Regions from separate parts of the Mus musculus genome. Here region 2 is linked to region 1. Evidence: chromatin contacts called from public promoter capture Hi-C data. All regions are on one chromosome and are shown on one strand. Each heading gives the region's core, a stretch centred on a gene start, on an enhancer-like site or on the middle of the called end of the contact. The rest is flanking DNA. Distances are from core to core; before and after follow the strand shown.

Region 1 (6,494 bases), core at 2,376-4,875:
ATTTACGACATCAAACACTGAGCTGATGGGGTTGTGAGCAATGGTCCTTCCTCCCTCACTGGTCTCCAAGGAACAGCTGTATCAATTAGCTGAAGAGCTGTGTGATGACTTACATAAAAGTCAGACGCTGGAAAAATCTTTAATTTTTGGAGAATCTCATACATGAGTATATTGCTATATCATTTCCAGCCCCCTACCTTCCAACTCCTCCCTGCGTTCCCACCACTGCCCTGAGTCAAATTTATGACTTCTTCTATGATTATTGTTGTTACATGCACACACACACACACACACACACACACACACACACACACGTGTATATAAACTGATGACATGATCACTCTGTGGTATGGTTAAGGGGAAGATTTTTATCGGAGATATGAGAAAGAAGTGTCTGGAAGAGTCCAGAGCAGACAGAGAAAGAAGTACTCTGAACCTGGTCAGAAGATAGCCAGGACCATGTCAAGAGAGGGGGAAATAGCAAGGGGTACAAAATAGAAAAAAACAGTGAGAGGTGCAAGTGTAATAGAGAGACAGGCAGACAGGTACACACCACACACACACGCACGCACACACACACACACACACACACACACACACACACACACACACACACGGTGGTGGCAGGTCATCAGGAGAATGAGTAGCTATTGGGAAAGAAGCCCTGCGAGCTAGAAGGAGCTTAGGGGAGGGGAGGAGGGGAGAAAGGCAGGATGCTAGCATGGTACTTGTGATACTGAGGCAGCCTGGAGGCCAGCATGAGCTCTGGTATGCACATGGTATGCACAAAGGCACCACAGGTAGCCATATGTCCTTTCTGCCAGAGCTAGGAAAATGATTCCTTTGGGTAGATGAAAACCCGGTTTCACAAGTTGCTGAGGAACACTGGCTTTCCTCAGAACCAACCAGAGAGCCTCCTATAGTCCTTTGGAGTTTGAGGAACTGGAGTTTCCTTTAAACCTAACATCATACACACGCACACACATACACATGTGCGTGTGAGTGCAGCCTACTGAGTCCAATTACCAGTATGTACATGTGTTTAGGGCTGACTGCTTAAGGTTGGAAAACCTGTCCGTGGTAATCACTGGAGGAAACTGATTTACCCTCAGTAGCCACTGACTGCTTATAACACTGCCTAGCTCAGAAGCCGGGAAACCTTAGTCAGACACTGTGTCGTGTAAGCAGCTAGGGCTGCTCGGAGGAGGGGAGTAAGAGGTAAAATCCACTGCAAAAAGGTCTGCGTATCTTTGAAATCTTTCTAGTTCCCTTTATCTAGTTTACCTTCTTTGTCCTCTTTCACCTAGCTAACCACCAATAGAACAGAGACAAAAAAAAAAAAAAAGGACGAAAAGTGGCTAAGCATGAATTGCCTTGTTTGTGCCTGGGGCTCATTAGTGAAGATTCTGGACTGAAGAGAATATAATTTAGATTTATAATTAATAATCTTAACAGTATGTAATTTTGCTATTCTTTGTAGTTCTCTTAAGGGAGCAAGGGCCAGACTTCATGCTAAGTGTGACTGAAAGGAAGTTTGGTGTCCCACTAAAGTTCTCCTTCCTGCATGCTTCTGAAAATAAGGACTGAAGTGGTCTACCCCTCACCCCTAGCTTGGGGTTCATGCCCACTCAGGCCTTAGCAGGCACCAGCACTGTCACCTACCCACCCACCTCAGACTCCACCAAGCTTTTCTTTGGACCTTACTCTAGCCACTAACACACAGGATAACACATCCCCAAAGCCACACAGACACTGAAAGACCTGGTATAGGGAAGGGATTAAAGCTAGAGAAAACAGTATTTTCTCTTTTACACACACACACACACACACACACACACACACACACACACACACACACTGCTGCAACTGTTCAGCACTGCTAAGGACAAAATTCATTTTGCTTTCCCTTGGGAAATGAGTTGTTTGTGTTTGGACTTTTTGCCATGAAATCAGGTCTCATGTAGCCTAAGCTGGCCTTGAACCGTCTACATAGTTGAGGATGTTGCTGAACACTTGATCCTCCTGCCTCCAATTCCCAGTTGCTTGTGTCATATGGGTGACATGCGATAGCACATCTGGTTGGAAATGACTTTTTCTTTCTTGAGGGATGATGATGGTTATCCCCCTGTGGGTTGGCTGGTGTCACAAGCCTCACTTTGCCTCTGATCTCTACCAGCAACATGTTACAGGCCTGGAAGTGTGAAGAAGAGCCCCAGGAAAAATCTGGTAGGGGCCTTCACCACAGCACTCACAAGTGTCCTCTGAGGGAAACACGTCCTAACTTTATTTTACTTCTCTAGAACTTTCCCCGTGATAGTACCCGCTCGATATAAAACTGAAGGACTATCAACACACAGCGGAAGAGGCCTCCAGCTTTTGTAACACAAGGCTGAACAGAGCGATGCCTCAGCCCTAAATAAGAGCACTGTGAGAGTGAGACGTTTATTGAGATTACCGAGATAATAAATTGATACGACGAGAACCGTCTTAGTGTGTCTGAATGAGAATCTATCGAAGCAGATGGGGTCTTATGAGGAGAAAAAGCTTAGAAAGTGAAATTAGATTTCTCGTACATGACGGAGCAGCTGCTCAGATAAGAGAAGAACCCTCAGAAGTAATTTATCAGGTAACGATGTCGCTAACAACAATGATGAGGGAATGGGTCAGACCAGCCCTATGACTGCAGATGACAACAGGCTCTATTCCAGATATTGGGACTCCTGAATAATGAATATCCAAAGGCTTATATTCTAAAATGTAAGATGCCTTTGATTCAGCATCAATAAACAGAATTCTGAAGTGTGGTCACATGCCACGGTTAAGGGTGATGTTTGCCCAGTGTCAGATGGATTCTGTGGGAAGGAGACTAGCGAGAGCAGTCACTGCTGATCGATGGCTGGAGGGTCCAGAGAAAATGACCAGCAATCAAGAGAGCTGACGGAACTGCAGCTGTCTGGGGGTCAGGTGCTGATAGTGGAAGAGCTGGGAGTGGGTTTGGCAGGAGTGGATTCAGGTTTTGTGTCTGCAGTTAAGACCAACTGAAACAGGGTTGGGACCACTTTCAGAGAGAAAAAAAATATAGATTTTTAGAAGACAAAAATTTCAGGGCCACTTCTCCAGAGCCTTTGAAAAGGATCATGCAGGAGGCTCAGCTAAGTCTCAACGGTCTCAGAGAACCACCTCATGGGTCAGTCACTGTGACTTTTCTCATTACTGTTGACAACACGCTGGACAAAAGCAACCAAAGGAAGGAGGAGTTTTCTCCTGAGTTAAGAAGGAAGCCAGATCGGGGTGGGGGTGGGGAGTGAGGGGTGAGAAAACGACACATTATGTTAGTAGTCAAGACTCACAGAGTAGGCTGGGCGCTGAGGTCACTTGGTACATGGTTCTTGTTTAGTAACTGTCAGGCGCCCACTCAGCTTACAGGCGGTGCTGCCTGCTTTCAGGATGAGACTTCCCTCCCTCATCAGGTAAATCAGTTGATCTTGGCGAGATCTGACTCACCTAGAGGTGTGTCTCCTTGATGTCAAAGCCAGTTGATTAGACAGCAGAGATTAGACACACCGCAGTAAGAACAAAACCTCCAAGGCTGTTGCGCTCACAGGCTGGCCCTGGGCCAGAGCCCGGGAATGCTCCAGCTTTTGTAACACAAGGCTGAACGGCTTGTTCTTCCGCAGAATGGTGGTAGGCCTTGATTGATCTCCATTTTTTCTCTTTAGCCATTAGGTCTTTTTATTTCCTAAGCATCTCTCAAACTCATTTCCTTTCTTCATCCTTACCGTTAGGACCTGAGACCTGGTGATCACTCCACTTCTAAAACCCTCCAAATTGGTGCCTTTTCCACTCTCCCAGACTTTTTAGAATTATATTCTTCATCCCATGGCTCAGAATACTCCCTCTGCGGGTCTGACTCTATGACAGACACTTCCTAGGGCCTTCTGTGATCTTGCCTTAAACCTGTAGTTTTCAGGATCTGGCTTTAGCCTTTGCAAAGTGCCCAGAAACCTTTGTTAATTCTTTGAAAGTTCTCACATCTAAGTTTCTGCTTTCTGACTTAGACCACTAAAATCCTCCTTTTCCACAGCCCTCTTTATAATACTGCCTTTTCGGGTATGCTGATGGGTAACTTTATGTTTAAAATTTTAAAATCTCTATGCTTAAGGAAGCTATGAAGCAAAATTAGACCTCTAAATGTTAAGTTTTAATGAGGTTTAGTTTTGTTTGTTTGTTTGTTTATTGCTGTTTCTGTTTTCTAAACAAAAGCTTGTAACTTTGTATTCTCTGCCTTTATAAACCCCTGATGGAGGTGGATGGGCCCAGCATTGGCGAATCCCAAGTCCAGGTATAGACCTGGCACCAATATCTGAATAAAAGGCTCTTCTTTGTCGATATTTATTAATGCTCACTCAGACTGGGGAATCTCTGAATGACCCCAGACCCACACATACTGTAGAGGCCTTCTCTAACACCCACCTCTCTACGCTCAAGCCAGGACTTCCTCTGTAACCACACACACAGTACTCCATTGGGGCACTCAATATACCACGTTAAAAGCCCTTGCCTATGGCCGCTTTCCCCTCTCCTATTTCACCCATGCACCTGCAAGCCACATCTCGTTCATTTTTGTATCCCCAGAACTTAGCAGAATATAGGTCCTCACCACATCATTTTGAATGAATAAACAAACAAATGAATGACTGAGCCAGTCACACATAAGCCATCCTCTGTGACCAAACACAGAGGGACAAAAAGCAGAGAACTTAGACCTGGGGTGTACCCAAGTATATAGGTAGATGGAAGAAAGGAAGGCAAATAAATAAATAAATAAATAAATAAATAAATAAATGCAGGCTGCTGAGAATGTTTGCCAGAAAAGTAAGAGGATCCACAAGAATTGCATTGTCATTTTTGCTTTTAATCTGCAAGTTGTTTCTGGAATATATGCAAATTGCTTTTGGAAATGAGGCCCTTGGGATACTTGCTGAGCTGGTGTAATGGAAGGAGTCCCACTATTATACGGGACTTGGAGAGTGGCCCTGGTATCCTCCTCATGCCACCTCTGCTGCCTTGCCATCTGTGGCCAGCACTGATTTCAAACAGCAGTGAAAACAAGAGGAAGAAGGGACAAGCGACTAGCTTTAGGGAAGTCAGAGTTGCCTAAACTCCCAGACACGCCTGCCTCTAGCGTATGATGGTGCCTCTACTTATGTGTCAACACAGCCAAGGAAAACTTGGAAGAGTTTTAGCCACGAAAGGAAGAAAGTACAACTGAAGGGACTCTGGCCAGCTCCAGGGTGGCAAGCATGGCTCCGGCGGGCCTTGCCCTTCTCCCCCATTCCCTCTGCCTTGCTAAAAATCATTAGATTGCATTCTTCAAGCTAACCACCAAGGTCCATTCCCTTAGTTGGCCACTTTCTTCCTCCTAAGGCTGACTACCAAGATCCAGCTATCAAAGTATTGAAGTCGAGCAATCAAAAGACCCCTTGGCTCACCTAATTAACATGCCCAGTTAAAATTAAACACCTCATCCTAACACAGGGTTTCTCCTCATACCTTTATAAGCCTCCATTTGCCCATGGGACACATTTGTTCCCCTCTCTATCCTGAGGCAGTCCTTTGTCCCCGGGGGGGGGGGGGGGTGAAGAGTGAGACAAACACCCCTCCTCCCTCTCCCTAGTTCCCTTCTCTTTCTCCCTCATCCTCTATCTCCTACCTTTGTCCCTCTGGGGCAACTAAATCTCCTTTGTGCTGAGAACTTGGTCTTGGGGGTTCTGAGCCGATACTTTTCCTCTTAACAACCAGAGAGCTAATGTAGAAGGGGGGCAGGGGGATAGTCGTGAAGTAGAATTGGAATCAGAAACCAGGTTTCATGACAGTTATTGGGAACAAACCAGATTAAAGCAGAGCATTCATCAGGTTTAACGGTAGTTTAGGGCTGGTATGGAATTTCGTGGTCAGGATCTTATTTAAAAAAATAAAAATAAGTAAATGAAAGTCATGAAGTTAGAGTGCTAAGTATGAAGAAGTTTAGAACTGCAGAGTGGTTTTGCTTCACTTTGTTTTCCTCAAAGGAAGAATATCTAGTTTGTTTGACAACACCAGCAACAGAGAAAGAGATTCTTTTACATTTGGAGGCGTAAGCCTCCAAATTTTAGTCTTAAATCCAGGATACATCTGCTTACACAGCTGAAAGAAAGGAAAAAGGCAATTTAGAGAGAAAGAAAGCAGGCAGGTTGGGAAATGTAGATAACCCACCAGCTTTGTAAACACTGAAGCTTCCCACCTTGACCTGACTACACCCCCAGCCACGTTCATCTCAGAGCCATTCCTTCCTAGTCTCCAATTGGCAAAGTAAGAGACATCACTTATATAGGAAAGAGTATCAGTCTTCAGGAGAGACTGCCTCAGTCACCCTCGCCTCTCTATTTACACATTCTCAGTGCAGTACATAAAGGTCACTTTCTACATACCTACAGGTAAGGATAAGGAAAGAA
Region 2 (6,494 bases), core at 2,854-5,353, 190 kb after region 1:
TGTGCTTCTTCTAGAAGTCTGAAACCCAGCTTGGTAGGCACAGAACACTTCTCTATTAACTCCTATACTTAAATCTATGTTAGATTACTTCATACTGACGCCTCCTGGAGTCGGCCTCACCAAGGCTGAGGGGATAGAATAGATCCCGGGGCGCTGTGGGCAGCAGCACGGAACTGTCTCTAGTTCACAGCTTACTGTCACTGAAGAGGCCAGTCTGTGCTTTAGAAGACAACTCTGCCTCCAAACCAAACTAAACCAAACCAAGTTTGACAATGTACTTTATTTTCAGAGATTAGGCCTATTCTATTGTCAGTATAGGATAGCTCATTTATGAAAATGAAGATTTGGCCATGACTGCAGTCTGAATGCTCGTGCTCTTCTAGAATGATCACTTTGAAGCTTGAACACCAGCATGAGGCTTTCAGAAGGTTGTGTGCTTTGGGGATCCATTTAGGTTATGAGAAACCCTTGTGAAAGGGGAGGTGAGTTAGCTGCCTCATCCCTTGTACTATCTGAGAAACAGCAGGGGCCACCCACCTGTGAACCAGAGAGATTAAGTAGTTTAAACTAGCAGCAGGTGATTCTGAACAACAGAAAACCTTGTGCTCCAGAAGTTAAAAAATACCTAAATAATTAAAAAGGCAAAAGAGCAATTAGTCTAGTCAGAAAGACAGAAAGACACAGTCACATAAGCAGTCGAAATTATATTCACCGTTTTATATGAGAACTCTGACAGTTTTACAAAGGAAATACAACTGTAAAAAAAGTAACATTGGTTTTTCAAATACGACAAGTGGAAACTGTGGTTTAATATTTAGAGATAACACCTCAGAATACTACACGCATGACAATGTCACAACAGAGTCATCAGCTGTCAATTTCAGAAGCAATGACATGTCTGCTGCTATACTGATGCCCGTGCTGGCTCGGCTCTGCCACTGAGGAAGGCTGGTACTTGCCCTGACACTGCCACTGAACAAACTCCCGTGACCTCCGCGGCTGCTGCTAAACGGCTCATGTCCTACGGGCAGTCAAGCCCACAGAACTCAGGCCAGTGCTTCTTAAGCTCTCCCTCTGCAAGGGTGTGACACGGAGGGCTGGGGGAAGGTCTTTATGAGTATATCTGTGGCACTTGAGAGATGCTCAGTCAGTAAACTGCCTGCCACATAAGCATAAGCATTTGAGTTAGATTCCCAGGCACACACATACAATGGGGCACGGTGGTATAATGCCAGCCAGCACTGCCAGTCCATAGTGGATTTGGTTGGAGACAGGAGAACCCTGAATCTCATTGGCTGGCCAGCCTAGACAAATGGATGAACTTCAGATTCAGTGAGAGATCCTGTCTCAAAATAAAATAAAATAAAATAAAATAAAATAAAATAAAATAAATAAATAAATAAAGGTGCAGAGTGAGTAAGGAAGATTCCAGTATTGATCTCTGGTCTCTATGTGTACTTCATCCAGATGCACATGTATCTGTATACACATGTGTCCACCCACACTGACAAGTACAAACACCAACCATATGCACAGCACAGAGCACACTAAAGACAAGGAGAAGATGGTTCAGCCCTGAACATACAGCAGATAGGTGTCTAATCCTATCCCAGGGCTGGGTACCAAGTCAAGAGGAACTCACATCACCTACAGGCCATCTGAGCACAATGTAAAAGAGTGAAGAGTATTACAGTCTGAACTCTCGCATGGAAAGTGAACTCAGAAACTGATCGAGAAAGGAAGAGAATGGATCGATGGGTTACTCTTAGGGTGAAACAAGAAGTGATGCAGAACACTTTCTAGAAAAGGTGAAGGTGAAATCTTAACCAAGCCATAAGGAACGTAGGAGTTTAAGAGAGAAACGGGCAAAGAAAAGATACAAGGAAGAGACAATATGGATGTGGGCCGGTGGACTGGACATATGACACATTTTATGAAAATGTGCTGACATAATAGGAGTGGACACTCAGGTAACCTTGGGCTCAGAATCAACAGACATCACTGAAGAACAGGAGACAGGACACTAACGACCATCAGTGTAGATGCCTGCCAGAGCCATGCAGGAGAGCTGCAGGAGTACATTCTTGACTCGGCCTCTGTGGCCAACATTTGTCACCCCACTGCTCTAACAACAAATCTTCCATTAAAGACAACCCAGCTTTGTGGCTCAGAGTGATCCTGAGAGCCCTTGCCCATCGTTTCAGTGCCTATGTTACTGCTAGCTATCCAGCCAAGTGTTCCCTTGATTTAGAGCAGGCAGCTTTACTGAGGAGATGCTGGAGAAGTCGGTCTTCCTGCCTGAAGAATTACCCTTAGCGTGATTCCAGGCAGGGCACTCGGTTTTACTCTCCAGATCCGTCACGTTGTATTTTGCTACCCTTTGTTTCTGATGGATACATCAGTTCCTTTGTTTCCCCCTGAAACTTTGATCCAGATTATACTTACGCCTAGCTATTTAATTCCCTGGGTCTCGTGTGGGTCTCAAGTCATCTGCTTGGTCTTTTAAAATATCACACAAAGGCTTTAGAATAACTCTCAGCAAAGGGGGTGGTGGTTATTAACAAATTAGTTAATTAATTAATATTTGGCGACAGATCCTAAATACTCCTGCTATTTTCACTAAGGGAACTAACTAGAGAAAGCAGACAACTTTAAATGTACAACAATTCCTTCCTTCCTTCCTTCCTTCCTTCCTTCCTTCCTTCCTTCCTTCCTTCCTATCTTTCTGCCTGCCTGCCTGCCACCACCACCTCCTCCTCTTCCTCCTCCTCTTTTGGTTAATACAGGGTTTTTCCTGGATGTCCAGAACTCCACTGGATCAGGGTGGCCTTGAACTCAGAGATGTGTTCGTTTTCTTGGTCTAGGATTAAAGGAGTGCTGCCACCTTTGCCTGGCAACAATTTCTTGTATAATAAACTGGAAGCTACACATTTTTTTTAACCCCTCAAAATGACCCATTTGAGGTAAATAGATACACTAGGAAGTATGGCTAAATTGCACAAAAGTTGATTGAGAAGTTCTTTGAATTAGGAATGTTTCATGGTTGTCTTGATTGCAGCATTTAAGATGAGGGTGGGGGGATGAGGGGATAGATCACTTCCTTGCTTCTGAAACTAAAGACGACACCATGCTGAAGAAAATATTTGCAGGCCATGAGGTGACCTATTCAAATGCATTACCAAAATGGGGGAAAAGCCAGAACAGGAATATAGAAAAAAAATCTGTAAAGTTGCAATCTAGCATCAGGACCATATGGTATTCATCTGAGCTGTCAGCGATAACTCACAGCACATGCAGCCCAGCCTTAAGCAGAAGCACTCAGGAGGAGCCTGGGTATCTCTGGAATTTGGGTAAGGGTGGCTCGGCCTTGCCAATCCTCTGGCAAGAAGCAGAGCTGCAGCTTTGTGTGGACATTTTAATAATGGAGAGAGTAATGACAAACACTGCCCCCTCACATAGCATGCTAAACTTTACTACAACTTTTCAAAGGTTTTTTGAAGAATTAACATATGCATCAAGACACACATGTTTCCTTATTGCAAACCCCAAAGGACACAAGGTCTTGTGTGAGACTTCTTACAGTTGGAACACTCTGAAAAACTTGCTGTGGGTCAAAACAAAGCAGAGGACACCGAGAGACCCGTGGGGATCTTAATCGCAGAGGCAGTGACTGCTATGAGTTCCTTACAGATAAGAAAAGCATGGCTCTAAAAGCTACTTTATCTGGGAAATAAAGAAAATTCGAAGAACAGATTTCAACATTAGTAAGTGAAATGAACATTTACACTGAGACTTAACTGTGATCTTAGCCCTGAGATGACCCCTCGAATGTGGAACTCACTGCTGCCTAGGAAGGAATAAACAGAATAAACAGAGAAGCCTCAGCTATATCTCCGTGGCAGGGAAGTAGCCAAAGGTTCCACCAGCGGGGGTGGGTCACAGGGCACGGGGTATGGGGCACTGGCTGCTTCAGGGTTAGAAAGCTCACACACTTTAGGGAGAACTCTTCACCTGAACATCAGATTAAACTTCAGAAACAACAGATTTGTTAACTAGAGTCCTCATGCCCTGTGCTGCGCCACTGCTCCTCCTCAGCACGCAGGGAAAACCCACTTTGCTCTGCATGGCGCACAGGTCTTTTCAATGAAGTCCTTACTGCCTTCTCAGCCCTGTTATTTATTCAGGCTTTGAGAAAATGCTGGCAGAGGGGTCCCTACCCCTGACAGAGACTTCTCTAGAGGAAAGGCCTACTTGCTCTTGGTCATCTGACAGAGTCCTGTCCAAAAACCACTGTCTGTCTCTGAGCCTCACATAGAAGCTGGAGACCCCTTACTTCCTGTGCCCTTCTGCTTGGTTCTCACTTCCCGTGACCCTGTGATCTTCCGCATGGCTCCCCTATTCTAGAAACTAAATGGTTCGTTCAAGACAGGGTTCCTTCAAGACAGGCATTGGGTCCTTGTTCTTTTTGGCGCATGCATAATTAATTAGTGCTTAGTAAACACTTGCTGAGATCCAAACCCTGAATATCAAGAATGTGAGTCTTCTCTTTCTAGGGAGAATTGCCAGCGTGGTCTTTCAACTGGGAAGATTTACTAACTGGTTTGGTGACTGCTCAGCCTAGTGGAGATCAATCCTAGTGGAGCCAAGTCTGTGAAACATCCAGTCACAACAGAGGGGTTCAGAATGTTAGATAACTCAGAAGTTAGTTATCAGACGCTGTGATCTGTTGCTTCTCTTCTGGGGCTGCAACTTTTAGGAGACACTGACTTGTTTTAAAAATCCCAGCCAATGAAGACTCAGGATCCAGATGCTGTGGTGAAAACCAGCTAGCTTTGAGAGGCAGAAAACGTATCCAGCTGACCTTCCTACTCTACTGATAAAGACCCAGAAGGAATTAAGTTCCTTCTCCTCCGGGCTGTCCTAAATACCCTTCAAACTCAACTTCACTCCTTTCTGTTTATAGTCACTTCCTATCAGCTGGTTCCTCGCTCTGCCTCTTGACTGAGGTTGACTTTATTTAGGTCTTGGATTCAAGGTGCGTGTTTTCTCGGTAAATAAATCAATCTCAGGGTTCACAGCATGGTCAAATATCCTGTAACCTGTGACAGGCCCCTGGCCAGCATCTTGGTCTTCTGCTTTGCTTTTACGAAAGGTGTCAGCCTAGTTCAGCTGCGGTGCTCATCACAGGGGCTACATCTTTCCGACCTGTCTCTTGCCTCCCAGGAAGCCACCCTGATCACCCTTTCCAAGCAAAGGCCCGTTCGTCACTCAGCACTTAGCCTACTTCTTGCTAAGCATATCTCGTTCCCTGTTAAATTATAACCTCAAAGAAGACACAGACTATGTCTTGTCCTCTTAGCACATTTCTCAAGGCGATTTCTTTCTGTATCAACAACAAAGCAAACTTACTCTGTACACATTTTCAGTAAATGGCAAGTGACAGTTTAATGGAGGAAGAGGCTGGTTACACTGCTCAAGTGAGACAAACTTGTGGCCAAGTCTACAGGGGCAGCCTTTCAGTTTGCACCCTAGTGCTACACACCGCTTGGTATTTACACATGTTCGGTGACTCATGTAACTTTCATTCATATAACTTTACATCTTTAAAAATTATCAGCCAAGTATTCCCAATCATCTCAGCGCTTTGCAGTAATATTATTACTTTTGTTTTGCTTATTAAAGAGCAAATGCGCAGAAGCTGATGTTCATCCAAGATCTCCTTGTGGGTGAGTAACCTGATTCTTCTGCCTACAAACTCAGGGTTCTTGGCACATTCTGCTCTCAGTCTCATCCTGAGACTAGATTTCAGGGACTGTATACAAGAAGGACAAATTGATAACTATTTCTCCATAAGCAAAAGGACTTGGGATTATGCTGTAGACACTCAAACTACCTTGAAAAATAAACAGGAAGTAGAGTAAAAATGGCAATGATGGCAAATTCACAATGAAACAATTGTATATATTTGGTAATGAGGGCTTGATATTAATGGATGCAGTGGATTGGAACTTAACGTTCCAAGTCTACTAAGTCAAGCTCTAAGCACCAACTTCTATAGAGTTAAAAAAAAAAAAAAAAAAAAAAGGATGCTACCTGTGTGCATATATTCAGTAAATGCTGCTGCCTGATTGGTGACCCACAAAGCATGTACCATCTAGCACCTGAGGATGTGATCTTACTTTAAAACAGGTTCTTTGCATTCATAATTATGGTAAAAGTCTTGAGATCCAATCATAGTAGATTATGACGAACTCTCAATGTAATGACAGATGTCCTCATTAGAGACAGGAAGGGGGAAGAAGTGTGAACAGCAGAAGGGAGCACAGAGTCTAAGACAGGTGACTCAAGTTGTGCTGCCACACCAAGAACACGCAGTGCCACCCACAACTTCAAGAGGCAGGGACAGTTTTCCTTTGGAGTCTTCAGAAACAGAGTGGCCATACTGGGGACTTCATTCTGGACTTCTGGACTTCAGAGCTGTGAGTGAGCACATT

The links. Capture Hi-C pulls out chosen DNA fragments and counts their contacts.
Region 2: a contact with region 1 is called in a promoter capture Hi-C map of adipose tissue. The contact joins two enhancer-like sites. A contact is called at or near these places in 4 of 39 promoter capture datasets (embryonic stem cells, liver and neutrophils), 12 of 484 Hi-C or Micro-C datasets (LSK cells, astrocytes, cerebellum and 9 more), 2 of 115 datasets of contacts at active chromatin or transcription factors (embryonic stem cells and microglia) and 4 of 9 other capture datasets (adipose tissue, embryonic stem cells, liver and 1 more).

Annotation. Positions count from the first base shown.
Region 1 is chr12:40,240,541-40,247,034 of GRCm38.p6, forward strand. Gm40403 (a long non-coding RNA gene) reads right to left here. Exons shown (of 3, transcript XR_872696.1): 3 at 1-108. Among named protein-coding and RNA genes, the nearest start is that of Gm40403, 4.3 kb to the right of the region's middle. Within about 2 kb of position 3,626, at least 55 of the 459 cell types and tissues checked have an H3K27ac peak or open chromatin away from gene starts, as enhancers often do. A contact at or near this core is called in adipose tissue, where this site is marked.
Region 2 is chr12:40,426,873-40,433,366 of GRCm38.p6, forward strand. All of the region lies in intron 1 of Zfp277 (zinc finger protein 277), which reads right to left. It overlaps Gm40406 (a long non-coding RNA gene), which reads right to left. Exons shown (of 2, transcript XR_872699.3): 1 at 538-6,494. Among named protein-coding and RNA genes, the nearest start is that of Gm40406, 16 kb to the right of the region's middle. Within about 2 kb of position 4,104, at least 45 of the 459 cell types and tissues checked have an H3K27ac peak or open chromatin away from gene starts, as enhancers often do. A contact at or near this core is called in adipose tissue, where this site is marked.